Linked DNA regions of Canis lupus: region 1 is linked to region 2. Evidence: chromatin contacts called from public Hi-C data. All regions are on one chromosome and are shown on one strand. The core of a region is the stretch at or near the end of the contact, and the rest is flanking DNA. Distances in the headings are between cores, read along the strand shown.

The links. Hi-C and Micro-C count contacts between places; a contact is called where the count stands out from the background.
Region 1: a contact with region 2 is called in a Hi-C map of skin fibroblasts, with 1.9 times the contacts expected there. The contact joins the enhancer-like site here to the promoter of MYH3 in region 2. A contact is called at or near these places in 3 of 9 Hi-C or Micro-C datasets (amygdala, liver and skin fibroblasts).

What each region holds. Positions count from the first base shown.
Region 1 is chr5:35,309,927-35,317,123 of UU_Cfam_GSD_1.0, forward strand. No RefSeq gene overlaps it. Among named protein-coding and RNA genes, the nearest start is that of PIRT, 9.1 kb to the left of the region's middle. Within about 2 kb of position 3,880, at least 2 of the 20 cell types and tissues checked have an H3K27ac peak or open chromatin away from gene starts, as enhancers often do.
Region 2 is chr5:35,139,894-35,146,634 of UU_Cfam_GSD_1.0, forward strand. It overlaps MYH3 (myosin heavy chain 3), which reads right to left and starts at 5,481. Exons shown (of 39, transcript NM_001113712.1): 1 at 5,278-5,481; 2 at 4,102-4,245; 3 at 3,608-3,764; 4 at 2,745-2,772; 5 at 1,857-1,965; 6 at 1,032-1,124; 7 at 50-113. The coding sequence starts at 5,481.

The DNA of each region.
Region 1 (7,197 bases), core at 2,630-5,129, 170 kb after region 2:
GTGGAGGTGGTGGTGGAGGTAAAGGTGTGGTAGAGGTGGTGATAGCAGTAGAGGTGGAGGTGAAGGTGTGGTAGAGGTGGTGATAGCAGTAGAGGTGGAGGTGATGGTGGAGGTGGAGATGTGATGGAAGTGGTGGTGGTGGAGGTGTGTTGGAAGTGGTGGTGGTGGAGATGTAGATGGAGGTGGTGGTGGAGAATGTGGTGGAGGTGGAGATGTGATGGAAGTGGTAGTGGTGGAAATGGAGATGAAGGTGGTGGTGGAGGTGGAGGTGAGGGTGGAGGTGTGATGGTGGAGCTGGTGCAGATGCAGGAAGAGGAAGTGGAGATGGTGATAGAGGTGGACGTGGTTGAGGTAGAGGTGGTAGTGGAGGTGAAGGTGGAGGTGCACAGATGTAGGTGGAGAAGGTAGTAGTGGTGGTGAAAGTGGAGAGGATCTTGGTTCAAGAGGCAAAGTTGGTTGATGTTGGCATTGATCAGGAGACAGAGGGAACAGACCATGGGAAGCATAAACTTTCCAGTTCCTTTTTTTTTAAGAATTCCCAAGCATTCGGTTGCGGGTCCAAGGAATCCAATGGAAATTTTGCAGTGTTATCGAACCACGTACTCGATTTATAATAATGGTATGATGGAACTTCGGAACTGGAAGGATCCCAAATTATATCTCAATACATTTAAGCAATTCTTCTGTTAATATTTACACTGTGTTCCCAGTTTCTCTTGCTAGGATAACAGTACCTTCCTGTGCCTTGGGTGATTGGGATAGGTCCTTCCTTCCTTCCTTCCTTCCTTCCTTCCTTCCTTCCTTCCTTCCTTCCTTCCTTCCTTTCAGATTCAACAAACCACTGTGACTAGCTGCTATGTGCCAGGGTGGGCATATTTGTGATTCAAAGGTACGTGAGATCCCGGCCCTGACCTCCAGGGCCTGGCAGTCCAGTGGGGGCAACAGACAGGTAACTAGGTGTAGACAACTGTTAAGAGACAGCCTGTCCCCAGGCAGCAGGAGGATCTAGTCCTTTGCCTTCCTCTTTCAGGAGGCACCTTGCTCTAGGGTACTGGGGAGAAAGGGGCTCTTGAGTTGGCTGGTCCTCTGTGTACCTTTCCCCTTGGCTGCTGTCTGGCTCTGCCTATCTTTGTCAGGTCCATCTCAGGCCTCCACCTCCAGAGCTCCCACCACTACAGGGCGCATGTGTGTTACAGACACTTAACCCTAAATTTGAGAGAGAGCGCAGGATTTCCAGGCAGGGAACCACTTAATTATTATTATTATTATTTCTCATTTAGAACAGTTGCACTGAACACAGCTGAGCTGACACATAGACGGTTAAACCCTCCCCAGGGAAATCTACGGATTATATGATACAATTGTGGTTTTTTTTTTTTGCTGAACAATGGGTTTCTGACTTTTACCTCATGTAAAGATTTGTGTAACCACTACCATAATCAGGATAAAGAATCCAAGGTGTTCCCTCAAACTATCCCTTTAGCCCTTCTCTTTCCTCTGGTAATCCTTGATGTGTTTTTTTTTTTTTTGTCTTGAGAGCTTTGTCTGTCCGACAATGGCACATAAATGGAATCGTACACCTTGTAAATGTCTGAGACAAGCTTCTTTCATTCTGTATCATGACTTCAGGATTCATCCAAGTTATTGAGTGTACCAGCTTGTGCCTGTTAGGACCAAGGAGTATTGCTTTGAAGAGATGCACCCATTTGCTCACCTATTCACCTGCTGAAGGGCAACTGAGTTGTTCCCGCATGTCTGACACTTTCTAGCAGAGCTGTTAGAAACATTTGTTTCTAGGTTTCTTTGGTTCACTTAAGTTTTCCTTGCTCTAGGAGTGGGCCTTTGGGGCCATATGGTAAGGGTATAATTAACTTTATAAATGCCAACGGGTGTTCTGGGGTAGTCACACCATTTGGGTTCCATATAGCAATGTATGGCGGAGTTCCCATTGCTCTGCATGCTCATCAGCCCTGTATTATTAGGGATTCTTTTTTTTTTTTTTTTTCCTTTTCGTTTAGCCAATGGAACAGGTGTGTAGTGTTATCTTATCTCTATTCCACGTCCCCTCGTGACTAATGATGTTGAGTATCTTTCTGTGTGCTTATTTGTTACCCTTATTCCCTTGCTGGGGAAGTGTCCGCTGATGCCTTTTGCCCAGTTTTAAAGATGTTATTTATTTGAGAGAGAGAGAGAGAGAGAGAGAGAGAAGGAGAGAACGAGCCATGGGAGGAGTGGAGGGAGAAGGAGAAGCAGACTCCCTGCTAAGTAAGAAGCCCAATGCAGGGCTCGATCCTGGGACTACAGGATCATGACCTGAACCAAAGGCAGATGCTGGTGCCCTGCCTTTTGCCCATTTTTAAATTGAATAATTTGGCCTCTCATTGTTGAGTTTTAAGATTTCTTTATACATTCTGGATAGAAGTCTTTTGTGTTTGCAAATGTTTTCTTCCAGTGTATAGCTAATCTTCTTCTCTCAAGGAAATCTTTGTTCTTAGGTGATGGATAATGGCCCCCTCATGCTTTCCCTTGACCCACCGGCCAATCTGCACTTTCCTTGGCACAGCAGGGAGGGCTGTCTTTGTCCTGCACCTAATCCACTTGTGTGGGCTTGGATTTCAGTCCACTCATGGAAACCAGAACTATCAGCATCCTTTGATTTCTTTTCAAATGACAATCTGGCTTCTCTCTTGAGCCACTATTGTGCTTGAGTGACAGAAACTTAGTATTGGTCAATTCAGTTTTCCATTTCACATTTTTGGGGGGTTGTTCTGAATTTTGGGGGGTGCCAGAGCCTGAAGAAGGGACATCTGATCTTCAGGTTATCCACAGATGCTGCTCCTAAGCAGATCACTGCTAAGCCTTCCCTGGTTTTACCTTCATGGCCTTGTTGGATTTGATGACCTTACCTTTACTTCTATTTCAATCTTGGGTTCTCTGAAATCCTCTTGCTTCCACATTGGTTGGGGACAAGGGCAAAAAAATTGCTCAGCAGGCATTCAAGGTGATAGTTCTCTGGATAAATGAATGGTCATCTCTCAAGCATCTTGTCACCTTCCTGTTTTTTTTCTGGAGTTCCATGTGGAGCTTGGATTTTAGTTTCCCCTGCTATATTACTCCTGAATATAGCTGAGGTCTTCACCAGTATGGGTCTCAGGCTGGACAGTGGGTGCAGGTCTCTGTCTTTGGAAATCATATCTTCATATGTTTTCTTCCCTTATCCCCTGTTATGGACTGAATCACATCTCCCAACCCCTGAGACCCCAAGTTCATATGTTGAAGCCCTAATCTCCAATGTGATTGCTGAGCCTTTAAAGGGGGAGGTAGGGTTAAATGGTGTCATAAGGGTGGGGCCCCAACCCAATAGGACTGGTGTCCTTATAAGAAGAGGAAGAGACACCAGAACCATATTTGCACAGAGTTAAGACCATGTGAGGACATGAAGAGAAGGCAGCCATCTACAAGTCAGGAGAGAGGCTTCTAGAAGAAACCATTCCTGCCAACACCTTGATCTTGGACTTCCATCTTTCAGAATTGTGGAAAAGTAAATATCTGTTGTTTAAGCACCCCCTCCCCCGCCGTCATGGTACTGATTGAGCAGACTAATGCACCTTCTTCTTCTCTTCCTTCCTCTCAACTCAGAATACTTTTCCATTGTTGAGTGTGGCATGGTGGGGTGATGCACATGGTGGTGGGTGGTGGAGAAGCCTTTCTCTTCTCAAGGCTTTTTTCTTGACTGTGTCACTCATGTGGCATGCTTTTTTATTCTTGTCTGTGGACCAGTCCAACCTGGCTTTTTGGTAGGCAGGGCCCAAGAACACCAGCCAAGATGGCTTCTAGCCAAAAACAACAGTGAACTCACCACATGGAATTGGCCACATCAGTAGAGTGACTCTTGATCCTTGTTACTCTGAGATAAACACAGCAGTATATTTGCAAAGGGAACAGTATTAAGCTCTTTTGAAAAAGCTGTGGGCTGGGATGTTAGCCATGGAAAGAGATTAGACCTTGGTGAGTCTCCAAAGTGCCATGGGTGTGAGGGCCAGTCAGGGACCACAGAAGAAGCTTGGCCAAGGAAGAAATGACACTCAGCATCCAGCAGAGCCCAGAGACTTGCAGAGGAGTGGAGTGGGTGGCAGATCTTACTGGCCTCAAGCCAACTTACCTGTGGACTTCTTGCAGGAGATTATCCATATCCTTATTGTTTAATCCACTCAAAAGGGCATTTCTGTAATTTTCAGTGAAAGAAATGTGCTCAGCCTGTCCTGGAGCCCTGCCGTGTAGTATAGTGGCAGGGGCAGGCTTCAGTGAGCCACCAAACAACAACACTACTAAAATATTCTATTAACTCATTCCCTCAGGACGATGATTTTCTTTCTAAATACCATGTGGAGGTCTCTCTTTACTGATTCTCTCCCAAACAAGGATCTGCCCCACGATTTCTTATGGATTTCTCCACCAGAAACAAACAGGGCTGGTAAATTGTACAAGCAGGTTCTATCCCTAAAAATTAATAAAGCACCTTCATTAGACCCCTGCTGTATCTCTGAGTATGTACTGGGATGGGGAAGGGGAAAATGCATAATTGTAATGAATAAGAGCATTTCCCTTCCATCGAGTGGCATATAAGAAAGGCTTCCTGAAGATGTGGTTGTTAAATTATCTTAGTTAGAAAGCAATTTTCCTTTGAAGTCCAATCTAGGAATGTGTAGTTCCTCCAGTGTAACACTTTATTGCACTAATTTCCACGTGTGTTCCTTCTCCCCTAGTCAGTTTAGCCTCTCAAGGAGGTGGTGGTGATTCTGCACCCACTTCCCCATCTGTAGCACATGAATTCATTCAAAGGATGTTTCCTCACAACCTGTTCTACTCCAGGCTCCAAGATGTTTCTGCTGCATGGTAGACCAGAAAGACATGTAGCCCCTGCTAAGCATTCAGAAGAGTGGTAACCACTGAACAGATTATTATGGCAGTTATTACTTCATTGTAATAAAGACTAGGAAGGAGAAGTACAGGAGCCATGAGCTTATGCCACAGAGGAGCCTGACCTAGTTTAGAGGATCAAGGAAGTTCCCTTGAAGGTCGAACATTGTAATAGAGATCGGCAGGCTGAGGGGACAACATATGTCAAGATCCAGAGCCTGGAGGAGCCTGACTCATTTGAGTGCTGGTTAGCAGGAGAGCAGAGAACTAGGGGAGAGTGATTCATGATGAGGCTGGAATTGCAAGCAGGGTTAGACCTTTGTGGACCTTGCAGGCTGTGATAAAGCCATAACAGAATCTTAATAAATGCTAGCTTCCATGTATGAATGAAGGAAATGTCAGAAGGATGGCCTTCCTTAGGTAACCTCGTGTGGATTTCAGCATAAAAAGACAGTGGTGGCAATGCTCTAGTGACGGGATGGTGAGAAGTATTCCTAGGTAAGCCTGGGAAAAAGGTAAGTTCAGGCAAGGGGTAGATTATAGGATTCTCGACAGGTCAGGGTCACCTTGGGGTGGAGATAGACTGAGTCTACTTCAGTGTTTGGTGTCTTTGGGAGCGATAATGACATAATTGTGAACCCCTAAACCTCCAGTTCCCCTCTTTCCTTTCCCAAGATATTGATCTCAAAGTCCAACCCAGTGGAAACCCTCAAACAGAGCTGGTGAGAGAAGACTCCAAGTCCTGTGAGGTCAAGAACTGCTCCACAATATTTTTGACATGTTTGGTTCCAGGTAGCTTGTTGAAGGACAACAAGGAGTTGTTGTCCAACAAAGAGTTCCCAATTACAGGGGTGAGGGTTTAGGGACTCTGGCATCAGGCAATCGTGCTGTCCCTCCCTACTTCTATGTAGCTTAAACAGCCCCAGAGGCAGGCCTCTGTCTGCATACAGGCTGGCAAACATATGGCAAACATATCCATCCATTTGGGGAGTTGTTTTCAGACTATTCTTGCACCAAACACTTCTAGGGTCTACCAACTAACTCCTCTTCCTTTGTAACAATTACAGTTGCATTTGGGCAGAAATATTTCTGTATTTGGTAGAATAGTCTTGTATGGGATGAGAACAAGTTTCCAAAGTTCAGTGGCTTGATGTAATAGAAGCTTATTTCATATTCTCAAAATAATATTTGGCAGGCACTTAGTTTGTCAAGGGAGCTTTTTTCTACTTGGTTACTTGGGGACCTGGGCTTCTTCCATCTTGAGGCCATGCTATCTCTCAGGCCCATTTCATTATTGTCTGCAATGAGCCAGCAGAAGGAGACTAGTCAGTTTGGAAGGAGAAAGTGATTGAAGGAGCATATGTAGGTTTGTTGGCCATGCCCAGAAGTGGTATATATATATATATATATATATATATATATATATATATATAACCTCTTTTCATATTCCACCAGATAACACTTAGTCACATGGCCACATCTAACTACAAGAGAGGAAGGGACATGTATGTCATCTGGCCGTGTGTTCAAAGAAGTGGTAAATAGATTTTGGTGGAAAACTAGCCATTTCTGCCACAGTGCTGACCCAAATCTATATTTCTTAGTCTTCCTCTGTATTAGTTATCTATTGCTGTGTAACAAAACATCCCCAAACAGAATAGCACGATAAAAAGTTATTATCTCCCAAAGATTCTGTGAGTCAAGAATTTGGCAACAGTTTAGCTGGATGTTGCTGGGTCAGGGCTACTCATGAAGTCATGGTCAGCATGTTGGCCAAGGCAATACTAAGTTGTGGCCAGGTGTCAGTAAGTCACCTGAAGGCTGGCCTGGGGCTAGAGGATATGCTTCCAAAGTGGCTCCATTCCCAGCACCAAAGGACAAGGGTAGTTAATGCCTGTTGTTGGTAGGAGACCTCACTTTCCCTGCATGTGAACCCCTCCGTGGAACCCCCTGCATGTCCTCAAACCATGGTAGCTTGCATCCTCTGAGAATGAGTGATCCCAGAGAGAAGCCATGATGTCATTCATGACCTACTCTCAAAAATTACATGTCATCATTTCTGCCACATTCTACTTATTAGACACAAATCCTTAAGTATAGTGTACACACAAAGAGTGAAAAATCAGGCTCCACTTCTCAAAAGGAGGTTTATCCAAGAAATCATGGATATATTTTAAAGTTACCACACTCTTAAAGAAAGGGGAGTCCATGAGACCTAGTTCATGCCATGAGATGTGGCGAAGACATGGCACAGGGCCTCCAGGAGATCTTCTTCAA
Region 2 (6,741 bases), core at 4,231-6,730:
CCGCCCCACCTGCCCCGCGACGCCCCCACCTGCCCTGCGATCCACTTACAGGTTTCGATATCTGCAGAAGCCAGTTTCCCAGTGGTTCCGAAGTGGATTCGGATGAACTTGCCCTGTGAAGGAGGGGTGGGAAGGGGGGACCAGTGTCTCCAGAAGTTCCTGCTAGCCTCCTGGGCCACTGGGTGAAAAGGAGCTTTATTCCCTTACTTAAAAATTTTTTTAAAAAGATTTCATTTATTCACTCATAAGAGACCCAGAGGCACAGGCAGAGGGAGAAGCAGGCTCCATGCAGGGAGCCTGCTGTGGGACTCGATCCCGGGACCCCGGGTCATGCCCTGGGCCGAAGGTGGCACTAAACTGAGCCACCAAGGATCCCCTTCCTTACTTAAAATTAAGCGTGTCCTCCTCCTCCTCCTCTTCTCTTCTCCACCATGTTTGATTTGCCAATTCCTCCAAACACCTTGCCCCCTCACCCTCACCCCATCCAGTCCTAAAGTGACAGAATGACTTTTTCCAAGATGTAAATCAAACTGCATCACTTCTCAGCTCAAAGAATCACTCAGTAGCTTCCTGAATACAATCCACACACCCCACCCCACGGGCCCGCCAAGGCCTCCATGCTGGCACATGACCCACCTCTGTCTACCTCTTCTCTCACCTCACGGGACGCGCCTCCTGCCCACCTTTGCAGCCGCCACACGAGCCCTCTCAGGTCCCCTGACTACACCAGGCCCTGCCCCACCGCAGAGAGTGAGTGTGCGCTTGCTTTTCCCCATGTCCCTCCTCATCCTGTAGATCTTGGGGTTCACAGGCCAGCCTCCTGCTCTCCCCAGATGCCTGGGGAGACGCTGCCCCCAGTTACTCCATCACATGCCCTGCTTACTGAGCTTCTCACGAAGGCTTCATTATCTGAAATTGCCCGGTGGCTGTGGTTCATTCTGTCGCTGGCCTGTGGCCTCCGGGAGGACCGGAACCCTGCTTCCCCTGAAGGCCCCAGAGAAATCCCAGCTGACCTGAAAACTCAGACTCACAAAGCGGGAGGAGTTGTCATTCCTCACGGTCTTGGCGTTCCCGAAGGCCTCCAGCAGCGGGTTGGCGCTGATGATTTGGTCTTCCAGGGTTCCCTAATGCAAAGGACCAGGGGAGGAAGAAGCCACAGATGACACTGGGAAATGTTCCCCGGCTCTGCTTCTGCAAGTGCCCCTGCTGCCTGTCACATCATGACAGCCTGTCCCTCATCCCTCTGTCCCTGGCCTTCCGGTGGGAGGATCCACCAAATCCTCAGCTTGGCTCAGCTGAAACGCTTTTGCTATTTCCAAAATATTTATTTATTCCAGAGACAGACACACAGAGAGAGGCAGAGACACAGGCAGAAGGAGAAGCAGGCTCCCTGTGGGGAGCCCCATGCGAGACTCCATCCCAGGACTCCGGGATCATGACCTGTGCCGAAGGCAAAGTCTCAACCGCTGAGCCCCCCAGGCACCCCTCCTTGTCTGTCTTGATGTAAAACTCCCTTAATGCTTCAGTTCCTTGCTTTCCTCCAGTGAGACCAGTAGATCATTACCGGCGGTAACCTATCTGTTTTGAAAAGCGAGTATCACTACAGATTTCTTTAAGTCGGTTCAAAGAATAAGCTCCCCAAGCTGCTCCCCCAGATAACCTTCCTTAGTTAAGGCCCTAGAGTCTTGCTTTTTAGAACATCTCAGGATCTAGGCCTGGAAGATTGCCCACACACCGGGTTGTCTGCAGGAACTGGCTGTCTGAGGACTTCAGATCCTGGCCTGCCCTCACCCCCCGCTGTGAAGTTAAGGCAAAGGTCACAGGTGGAAGGGCAGCAAGCCTTTCCCTGCCCCCACCTTCATTTTGGAGTCCTTCTTCTTGGCGAGGTCTCCAGTGGCTGCAATTGTTGCAAAGTACTGGATGACCCTTTTGGTGTTCACAGTCTTTCCTGCCCCGGATTCTCCGCTATTTGGAGTGATCAGGAGAGACAGAGAGAGAGAGAGACAGAGACAGAAACAGAGAGAGAGAGAGAGAGATGTGTCCTGTTGGTATAAACAGCCTCCCCAAGATGTCACACAAAGGCCTGGAAATACCCCGAGCCACATGAGACACACGCCTACCAAATAAATGTGAGAAAGTACGTGGAGAGGCAGAAGCCCAAGGGAAGCTTCATCGTGGGCTGAGCTGCCCGGGCAGTGGGTGATTCCAGTTTTCCAAGACCTTACATATACCCTCTTGTGTGTGCATCTCCATCTCTGCCTTTTCATCACAGACTCTGCTCTGTTTTTCTTTTTTCTTTTTAAATTTTATTTATTTATTCATCAGAAACACACAGAGAGAGGCAGAGACACAGGCAGAAGGAGAAACAGGCTCCCTGTGGGGACCCCGATGCAGGACTCGATCCCAGGACCCCAAGATTCACAACCTGAACCGAAGGCAGACGTTCAATCACTGAGCCACCCAGGTGCTCCCTTCTTGTTTTTTGGAGAGAGAGAGAGAGTAAGGGGAGGAGGGGCAGAGGGAGAGAGAGAACCTCAAGCAGACTCCCCATTGAGTGCGGAGTCCGACTGAGATCATGACCCGAGCTGAAATCAAGAGTCAGATACTTAACCTGACTGAGCCACCCAGGCGCCCCTACTCGAAGAACTTTCTAATTAATAGAATCCAGTAAACGGTACCTTTGCCTCCTACTTTGGAGACAAAGAGCCACGGCTCCCAAACTGCTCTGTGTCTTAGGTACTTACGTGATCAGGATGGACTGGTTCTCACGATCTGCCAAAGGAAAAAACAAGACAGAGTTGACAGCGATATAAGGAGCTTCCCTAGCCCCACTGCGACCCTTGTCAAGTGGTCACGGTTCACTACACCAGGCCTCTTCCCTATAGTGTTTTGTGTGGTCCTAGGGGCGGCTGGGAGAGCCTCCTTCTTGACAGTGACCCTCAGAGGAGAAGCCTTTGCTTCAGACCAGCCAGTGGCTTTTCATCCCACTCGCCTGTTAGGCTTCATCTTCAGCCCTCAAAAATGTTGGCCTCTTATTTTTTTTTTATTTTAAAGATTTTATTTATTTATTCATGAGAGACACACAGAGAGAGGCAGAGACACAGGCAGAGGGAGAAGCAGGCTCCCCAAGCCCGATGTGGGACTCGATCCAGGACCCCAGGATCATGCCCTGGGCTGAAGGCAGATGCTCAACTGCTGAGCCACTCAGGAGTCCTTCATACCTTCATATGTTTATTTTTGTTTTTGTTTTTTTAGATTTTATTTATTTATTTGAGAGACAGAGCACAAGCAGGGGGAGCTGCAGGCAGAGGGAGAGGATAAGGAGACTCCCCGCAGAGCACGGAGCCTGATGCGGGACTTGATCCCAGAACCCTGGGATCATGGCCTGAGCCAAAGGCAGATGCTTCACCCACGAATCCCCCCAGGCGCCCTTGTTTCCTATTAGTTTCACCAATGGTTACATTCAATCCAATCTTCCTAGCAGGGCTTGTAGGGCCTGAAAAGGTCTGGCCTCTTCCAGCCTCTTTAACTACCCCAACTGTCCGCCCTCCGTGCTGGAGGACACGCGCCAGCCAGCAGCCCCCTGCCGGCCCCCACAGAGACTCACCAGTCAGCATGAACTGATAGGCATTGTCAGAGATGGAGAAGATGTGGGGCGGGGCCTCCTGGCGCTTCTTGCCTCGGTAGCCCTCCACCACCTCGGGGTTGTACACCGGCAGCCACTTGTAGGGGTTGACAGTGACACAGAAGAGGCCCGAGTAGGTCTACGGGAGCGTACAAGATGCGTGTGCGCGTGTAAAACCCTTGGCCTTTGTCACTCTGTCTCTTTACTCTAACCTTGTAAAGGAGGGATGGGTTTCTCTCTATAGATGAGGCCGCCCTGCCACCAGCAGGTGACACTGCCCAGGCCCAGCCCTCAGCCTGGCTCTCCTGGCCCGTCCCCACTCCCCCTCTTGCGGCCTCTCTTCTTACTGATGCCCCCTTCCTCTCCCACCTGCTGCCTTTCTCCTTCTCCTCCTTTCCTCCACCTTCCCCTCTTTTGTTCCACGGCCTCGTCACCCACACCAGCACCCCTCCCCCCCGGGGACCATGGGCACTGACATAGATCATCCAGGACGTGTAGCGGTCCTTGAGGTTGTACAGCACGGCCGGCTCGTTCAGGTGCGTCAGCATGGCCATGTCCTCAATGCGGTCGAACTTCGGGGGGTTCATCGCATATACGTCCTCTGGTTTGACCACCAGGGTCTGAGTGGGAAGAGGTTCGGTGACTACCTAGTGTCCTCCATGTGTCTTGCCCCTGGTTTTAATTTTCTTGTCCGTCTCCCACAAAGAGCCTGGGTCCCAAGGGGCAGGCGCTGGGGACAAGGTCCCTCGCGGGAGAAGACAGGGACGCCGGGTGGCTCAGGGTGGCTCTGAGGGCCTGTGAATGTGTCTGCACTCTGGGATTTTGCCTTTGTCTCTCTGCAGTGGTCCCATCTCTGGGTAACCTGCCTTCAAGCAGGGACTCACTTAAACCAGCCCATGCCGCCAGCCCTCCCTGTGAAGGCTCTAGACTGTCCTAGGTTCTCATTTGTTGGGCCTGGCTTCCAGGTTGGCAAACCCACCCTCGACCCTGACACCTGACAGGTGCAGAGGGCCAGCCCCCGGGAGCATCAGGGCCTGGTGACGTGGATGAGTGATTCCTACTGCCTGCTTCCTTCACACCCAACCCGGTGACACTATGCTCTCTTCTTCAGATTGTCTTTTTTCTTCTCTGAATTGTTTTTTTTTTTTTTTAAACTTTTCTCAGAACACTTCCAGATGCTTCTGGCCTCGATGCCAGAAACCAGTGAAGTCCAGGATTTCTCCCAGCAGCCCCACCACGTTCTGGCCAGAAGGGGGTACACTTCACTGCTCATGGCCTTCCTGAAATAGGGAGGTTGCCACTTCACATGGAGCCTGGGGTCCACTAGGACCCCCTTCCCTGCTTTCCCTTCCTTCCCCCGCTAGATGGCAACTGCTAGAAGAAGTAGGGAAACCCAGGCTACCAAAGGAGAGTGTTTTACTGCAGGAGGGGTTCCCAGCCCTGCACCCTTGCGATGCCCTTACAAGGATGTGAACGTTGGCAAAGGCTCCTGAACACGAATTGCTCTGAGTGGCCACATCCGGGTTCTCCTCCTACCCTGCAGCCCAAGGACAGCGGGGAAGCTGAGGCAGGGAAGCCACGTGGGGCATCCAGGTGCCAGAGCCACCTCGGGGGACCCTGCGCGGCCCGTGGAGGGCGAGTTTGAGGCTTACTCGGTTGTCTTCCGTTTCCACCGTGACCTTCCCGTCCTGGGAGCTCTTAATTCTCCCCTTGGCGTACTCCTCCTTTGAGTCGACCACAAAGCAGTAGGTCTTGGCGTCAAAGGGCTGGTTCTGAGCCTCGATCCTCTCCTTTTCCGACTTCCGGAGGAAAGGAGCGGCGATGCCGAACACTTCCATTTCCGTGTCGCTACTCATGGTGCCGCTGGAAGGCAGACGGGCATGTGACCTCGCCGCCACCCCGCTGGGGGCTGTGTCCCCTCAGCTCTGCCTGCCAGTGGCTGCCTGGTGAGCGGAGGCCCCGAGCCCGGCACCCTCCATCCTCTGGGCTTCACCCAAGTGCGCGAAAATTGCTTGTGCATATTTGCCCCGTGGCTTTTTAATTTAATTTAATTTAATTTTATCTTATTTATTTGAGTGTGAGAGAGAGAGAGAATGAGAGCACGAGCAGAGGGAGAAGGAGAAGCAGAGTCTCTGCTGAGCAGGGAGCCCAATGCAGGGCTCGATCCCAGGACCCTGAGGTCATGACCTGAGCTGAAGGCAGATGCTCAACTGACTGAGCCCCCCCAGGGGCCCAGCCCCATGCTTTTCCATGCTAGGGCATAGAGCACAGGTGACCCAAGCTCTTGGGCTTGCTGTGGCCTCGATCGGATCCTTCTGATCAGATGGTGAAGTGTCCCCAGAGAACTCACCTTCCTGACCTGCAAACCCCAGGTGTTGCTGAGGGGAAACATTACAAATAAATAGCAAAAAAACATAAAACAGCACTCTTCCAAGAGGGTGTGCTAAGTGGCAAGTAGCTAAGAAATATTTGGACCCTTCTGAGTCCAGGGGGCCGCCTCCTCACATGGGAAAACCAGCTCTTGCTCCCTTGAGTTGCTCAGACTAGAAGCGCCCTCGGATGCCAACAGCCGGAAGGTTCCTCTCCGGCCTAGGTTGTGCTATCTGAGCTCTCGGAGACTCCGTGCCTTCAAGGGCACTGGGAGGTTACCCGGAGGCTTCCAACAGCCCGGGGACCCCATCTGCTTCCTTACCTGATGAGTCACACCCACAGGCAGGCAGCGCAGAACTGTAGCCCCGGAAAATCAGACCTGCAACAAATATGCAAAAGCAAAAGTCAGGACACACGGGGCAGCATCCGGTGCAGCTCTGAACCCGCTCTTGCTGGGATGGCTCCAGAAGGATAGGGGCAAGCTGCAGGAGCAGGTGGGTCGCGACACACAGGGAAGCCATCAAGGCCGCGAATCCCCCAAGGTCCCATGTCGGGCTCACAGGTCCCCTGTGAGGGGCTGGCAGGAGGGCCGGGGCCCTGAGAGGAGCTCGTGGTTCCAGCCAAGGTCAAGTGTCCCCGTCTTCGGGGAACAGAGAGAAATCTCTGACCGTGGCTCCTCGCCACACAGCAGCGTAGCCTCACAGGGACCGGGCCCTGGACAGGCACCCAGCCCCGTGGGTGAGGAG